Regions from separate parts of the Gasterosteus aculeatus genome. Here region 1 is linked to region 2. Evidence: chromatin contacts called from public Hi-C data. All regions are on one chromosome and are shown on one strand. The core of a region is the stretch at or near the end of the contact, and the rest is flanking DNA. Distances in the headings are between cores, read along the strand shown.

The links. Hi-C and Micro-C count contacts between places; a contact is called where the count stands out from the background.
Region 1: a Hi-C map of liver shows a contact between it and region 2, with 4 times the contacts expected there. The contact joins the promoter of hexb here to the enhancer-like site in region 2. A contact is called at or near these places in 6 of 6 Hi-C or Micro-C datasets (blood and trunk muscle, liver, skeletal muscle and 2 more).

Annotation. Positions count from the first base shown.
Region 1 is chr14:3,174,437-3,177,577 of fGasAcu3.hap1.1, forward strand. hexb (hexosaminidase B (beta polypeptide)) reads left to right here and starts at 1,820. Exons shown (of 14, transcript XM_040197300.2): 1 at 1,820-2,155; 2 at 2,248-2,399; 3 at 2,824-2,889; 4 at 3,118-3,141. The coding sequence starts at 1,887.
Region 2 is chr14:3,101,733-3,104,678 of fGasAcu3.hap1.1, forward strand. arhgef28a (Rho guanine nucleotide exchange factor (GEF) 28a) reads left to right here. Exons shown (of 34, transcript XM_078088912.1): 29 at 1-43; 30 at 590-819; 31 at 1,331-1,378; 32 at 1,975-2,493. Among protein-coding and RNA genes, the nearest start is that of arhgef28a, 22 kb to the left of the region's middle. Within about 2 kb of position 1,434, at least 3 of the 9 cell types and tissues checked have open chromatin away from gene starts, as enhancers often do. A contact at or near this core is called in liver, where this site is marked.

The DNA of each region.
Region 1 (3,141 bases), core at 570-3,069, 73 kb after region 2:
GGTTTGGTTTTAGTTGGGAACCGGAAGTCTAATTTTATCCCCGGTCATCTTGTCTGAGTCACTTCTGGAGGCCTTGTTGACCAGACTTGGCTGTGACTAAACTTGACGGTGAACAAATGAGGCTGTAATGTTCGTGTTGTGTTTGTTTTTTATGTGTTTGTGTTTGTGTCCTGTGACACATTTCTTTTACCATTGAATGTTTTTATGACGACAATAATTAGCCTGTTACTGTATCTTCATATCCAGCAAATTACAGCACAGTGTTCCGAAGTGTATTATGGAGAAAAGGTTATTATGGCATGTTGTGTTTCACATCCGTACGTGACCTGAGAGACATCTAGTGGACGAAATGTTCCTGCAACAAGTGCCAAAGACTGAAAGCTGGGACTGGGGAATAATTCATTTAATTATTAACCTTGTCTTTTGGTTAACATTGATTTTACTTCCTCGTGGTTGTTGAGCTCACACAGGCCCCCCTGCGGTTTGTGTAAAAATAACATCTGCCTAATCAATCTTTGCTTTAATATATTTTTCTGACCTTATGAAAACCCCTCCCACTGCCAAAAAACTGGGCTTATAAAATGTAAGTTGATTCTTTTTGCCAAGATTGATCCAGTTACAATTAAATGTATGTTGTGCTACACAACAGAGTTATTAATGTTTGGGGTAAGTTATAACTGTGGTCTATATCACTTTTAGACCTCTAATAGACAAGCTTAGAAATTAAATAAGAGATATCCTTGTTGATGTATTTTCAATATTGTCCTTTTTCATTTATTAATCAATTTACGTTGCTATTGTAGCGGTTGTACTCTACACTATCAAAAAATAAAATGGCCAGAAAGTGATTCCTGTTGAAAAAAAATCAACAGCGTGTTCAATTGTCTCATAGATACAGACTGTTAATACATTAATGATATAGTGGTGTGCAGATAAACATCTTTATTTTAATAAATATGACAAGAGGGACACCTAGTGGTCGAAATATTCCTGGGAGTAAAGTAGATTATCTGAGAATGAACAGCAATAGGAAAGGTAAAAAAAATAATATTAAAAAAAACTATGAAAAAAGAACAAAAAAAACTAACATAAGTATGTTAGGTCCAAAAAGGTTTTGAAATATTAGGTGAGAAAATGTTATGGAAAAGAAGTTCAAAAACTGTTTTGAAAAAATATTCAAATAAATGATGTGAATACTTGTTACAAAAATATTGGGTCCAAAAGTATTTTTTAAAAGTCTAAATATGTACTAAATATCCTGGAAAACAAAACAAAAAAGAATGTATTGAAAAACGTTAGGTCAAAAACGTGATTAAAAAACTTTTTGTTGAATATTTTGGTTTTATAAATATTTTGTTAAAACATGCCATGCAAAGAAAGGAAAAAAAACATTGTTAATAAATGTTTTGAAAAAGAAATACGTTGAAGATATTTTTGAAAAAAAATGTCATGGAAAAAAGCTAAAAAGAAAAATTTAATCAAAACGTAATTTGAAAACAAACCTAAATATGTTTGCTCGAAATATAGGGGGAAAAAATCAAGAAGAAAAAGAGGTCGAAAACTAAAGTTGAAAACAAAGTAGAAAACATATTAGGTCAACATGAGAAATAATGTTTAGAATTTAAAAGGAAAGGTTTCCAGCTACTAGTTGCACAAATTAAGAGATACATCTTTTTTTCGCGTCCCCGTTATTTTCTAATGAAAATGTCGATAAGCGTCCTCGTTATTTTCTAATGAAAATGTCTACAAGGCGGTCGGGGTTGTGCTTCCCCTTTAAATCTTAAATCTGCACTTCCGCACAACACCGAAGCCCCGCCCAGTTCCCCGCACATAAAGCTACACTGTTGCCCGTTGGGTCTCGTGACACTTCCGTGCGGCCCGCCAGCATGACCGCCCCTCTGCAGCTCGCGCTTCTGCTGCTGACCCTCGGCTTCTCGCGGGGGCTGCAGCCCGGCCCCCGGGACGACTACGAGGAGTCGGCCGAGACGGAGCGCGTCTTTGCGGCTTCGAAGTACGGCTCCCTGTGGCCCCTGCCGCAGAAGGTGAAAATCTCCGACGTTTCGTTCAAATTAACCGGCGTCACTTTCCGAATAACCGACGCCAAAGGCTCGAGCTCGGGGGCGAGCTGCAGCCTCCTGCAGAACGCGTACAGGAGGTGAGGAAAGCTTCCCGTTTACTATAAAAGCGCCGCGGTGCGTTCAGGGGCACCTGTAACCGCCGCGCCCCTTTCCCCGTCTCACTCCGCAGGTATTACGAGTACATATTTGGGGGCTCCAGAGTGCAGCATGGGGCTGAAGGCAGGCGAGCGGGGCCCTCGGTGCTGACGGAGCTGCAGGTGTTGATCGTATCAGCTGACTCGGAATGTGAGCGCTTCCCCGCTGTCACGTCGGACGAGTCATGTGAGTTCCGCCGCTTCCTCATTGATGGTGTTGCAACGTGACAAAGTACAGTTGTTGTTCTTCCTTTCTAGGGGGGGGGGGGGTCATTTGTGTTCTACATTTTAGTTTCTGTTACAGTGAAAGTTATTGACACAAAAATATTATGCACTTATACCAGTTGCTACGTAAGTGAATGCAACATTTTACTTGTAACCGCCTCATTTAAATGATGTGTACCTTACAACCAGGGAGGCTGTGGACCTCTGATTTACCGGTGGTTAGAGATTACCTGGTACTGGGATTAACAGTCCGTGTAGACCTAATGTTTAAAGCCCCCCTTCACCCACCTGAGTACTTAAGACCTTGCCTTAAGTGTCCTAATGACCCCCTGCCGAGCTTTGACTACACTGTGTAACAATGAAATGCACAACCGCTGTGTCTGCAGATGAGCTGACTGTGGATCAGCCGTATGCTGTCCTGAAAGCACCAAAGGTCTGGGGAGCCCTGCGCGGTAGGACTGATCACAAACTCTGCATTAAAGCTGCATTGAATGATTTCCTCTTTCAATTAATCAGAAAAGCTTGAAGGCCTAGTTCAATATTTTGTTTTAACAGACTTTAGTGTTTTTGATCTTTTTGTCACACACTCAATTAAGTATTTTCCCCAAAATGCAAAGCTGGTTTATTAATTTGCTCAACTGTAGCTCTCTATATGATTATCTGTTTTTGGTGTCTTTCAGGTCTGGAGACTTTCAGCCAGTTGG
Region 2 (2,946 bases), core at 184-2,683:
CCGCCCCAGGGCGGCGTCCTGCTTTCTGCCGCTCTGCGAGAGGGTGAGTGGTGGTACGCGTACTTTCATGTAACATGCTTCAACCTGCAGGACCAGATTCACATGCAATTCATTTAATAAACATTTAAAGTGTTTATTAATATAAAATATTTGGGAACTTATGATAAATCGTCATTCATCATGCAGAATCCATGCATACATTAATAGATACCGAATCACATTATGTTTTAAACCAAGTGTATAAATATTTATGTACTTAGTGTTTTAATCAAGAAGTAGTACATATTGTATTAAGGTCAGGTTTATTTCATTGCAACCTTTAAATGCCATCTTTGATATTTCTCTCGTATAATGTAACAAATGAGTCACACCTTCTGTTCCAGGATCTTATTATAAGTTTTATAAGTTTATGTTTTTTTTTGTCTACATAAATAAATTCAGGGCCGTGACCGGAACATATGAAGAACAGAAGGACTTGTTTTGTCTCTGAGAACCAACGAAATCCTGCTTTTAGTTTTTCTCCCAGCCGGAGCTCTCGGGGTGTGAAGTCTCTGCGTTTCACACTCTGCCGTTTCCTTTCGTTCCCCAGCCGAGACCCTGAAGGCCGCGCTGTCGCCTGGGGCCCGCTCTCCATCGAGTCCCAGCCCGGACTCCGACGACGCCGACTCCGTGTTCCCCGTCAGCCCGGCGCCGCCCCCCTCGGACCGCGAGGGCTCGCCTGTAACCCCGGAGGCCGGGCAGGGGGGCTGGACTGAGGCCCTCGGGCTCCGCTCCCCTTCTCTCCTGCACCAAACCCACAGGAACGGCATCGACTCCGAGGTACAGCACACTTAAATATTGATGCAGGTGTGATGGGATGCCTGTAGTTGCCATGGGGGGGACGGCAGCGTTAAAGGTCATTATAGTCTGTTAGTTTCTTGCCGACGGTGGTTTCAATAATTCAATACAGTCTGTTACAATTACATTTCAGTCTCAATGTAATGAATCATTGATGAGCTCATAAAAGAGGAAGGAGTCCATCTTGTTTCCAAAGGAATTGCGCCATTAAAAATGGATACGGAGACTTATTCCAATTACCGCGCAGAGGTTTTGTGACCTACGAGGTGAATTTTATTTTCCACTCCGGTGGGCTATTTTGTCGCTAAAAAATAGCGGTAGAGCACAATGTGGCCTCAAGGAGGCGCAAATGTTCTGTATGTTTTTCCCCCCTAAACCTTTAGACTGTGAGTAGATTGTGAAGTGGACATTGTTAAGCAGAAAAATGTCATGCATCAAAATCCCAGCAGGCTCATTAATCCGCTCGCCGTGTTGTGGTTTTGTCTGTTAACAGGTTGCTCAAAGTGTCCAAAGCCTGACCCGGTTACTCTACAGTCTGCAGGTAAGTGCATTATTCAATACACGGCTCACCACCTGCTACTTCTCATCCCGCCCGCAGCCCTCACACGTATTAAACAAACGCACCTCTTGCATACTGGGCGCTTTGTTGTGGAGATAACGGCTTTAATGTGGCTCCGGCAAACGGGGAACCAGCGCTCTGCAGGGAGCGAGCTGCAGGAACCAGAATCCTGCTGATCTTTGTTCTGCTGGAAGATGTACACGAGTCCTTTGTTTCATCGCACAAACACACACACACACACTGCTGTTAAGTATAAAATGCAAAGTTGTGCATGCACGTCGTGTGTGTGTATTTGCATGAGGGGATGTGTGGGGGCTCTCTCGTCCGTCTATGTGCATTTGGTGAGGTTTTTATTTCAATGATATTTTCGTATTCAAAGTTCCGAATGCATTCTTGTGTTATGAGCCTGGAAACCGCGGTTTTACCCGCGGAGGGGGGGGGGGGGGTCATTTGACCGTGTGTAGGCCTGGCGAGGGTCTGATCCAATTCAAATCGCCTTCTCGTATTCCCTGTTGTGGTGGTGTTTTTTTTTGCATTTTCATCAAGCATTCACATCGGGGTTTTTTTCCGGGTTGCAGGCCACCGTCGCCATCCAGGACAGCTGCTGCGAGGTCCAGAGGCTCCTCCTCCGAGAGAGCGGCCGCCCATCCCCCCGCGCCCACCGGCCGCACCTCCCCAGCATGCGGGGCAACACCCTGCAGGAGCAGGAGAAGCAGCGCAACCTGGAGAAGCGCAAGGAGGAGGTGGCGGCGGCGCAGCGGCTCAAGGGCCGACTCCGCCAGGAGAAGGAGCGCTGGGAGCGCGAGTGCCAGGCCCGGGAGAGCCAGCAGGGGGAGCAGGAGAGCAGGCTGGAGGAGCGGGAGCGGCAGTGCCACCTGGAGACGGAGAGGCTGAGGCGAGAGCGCCAGGAGCTGGACGAGCAGCTGGAGGAGTACCAGCAGAGCCTGGAGCGGCTCCGGGAGGGCCAGAGGAACGTGGAGAGGGAGCGCGAGCGCCTGGAGAACCAGCGGGAGCTGCTCCAGGCGTGGCGGCGCTGCCGGCAGAGGAGTCTGCCCAACGTGATTCCTCACATGGTCATCCCTCTAGATGGGCGTCAGGTATGCGCGCTGTATTTCTGGGCCGGAGGTCAGTAATGAGAAGCTTCTTCTCAGGCGGTTCACTCGCTGGCACGCGGCGAACCCAACCCGCTGTTGATGGACGACCTGCGATAACGAGCGCAATCGCAGGCGTCGTTTGTCTCGGTGCTCCAGCAGCGCCGCTCGCCGATAAACATCCTAATGATTGATGATAATTAAACCATTGCAAATAAAAAGCCTCCGACAAAATAATTAAAACCAGAGGCACGCGGCTCAAGAAAGCAATCCGTTGCGTTGGGAGGGACTTCAATTATCGACACTCTGTTGGAAAAGCACTCGGGTGAAGTGTGTGTCCCCCCCCCCCCCCGGAGCCGCGAGGAGGATAAAGGGAGCACTGTTCTCTCTGCCCTTTAAGTCTCACCGCACCTCACAAGGACGAGCAGCAGCGGCGGCGGCGGCGGGGGAACTAATATA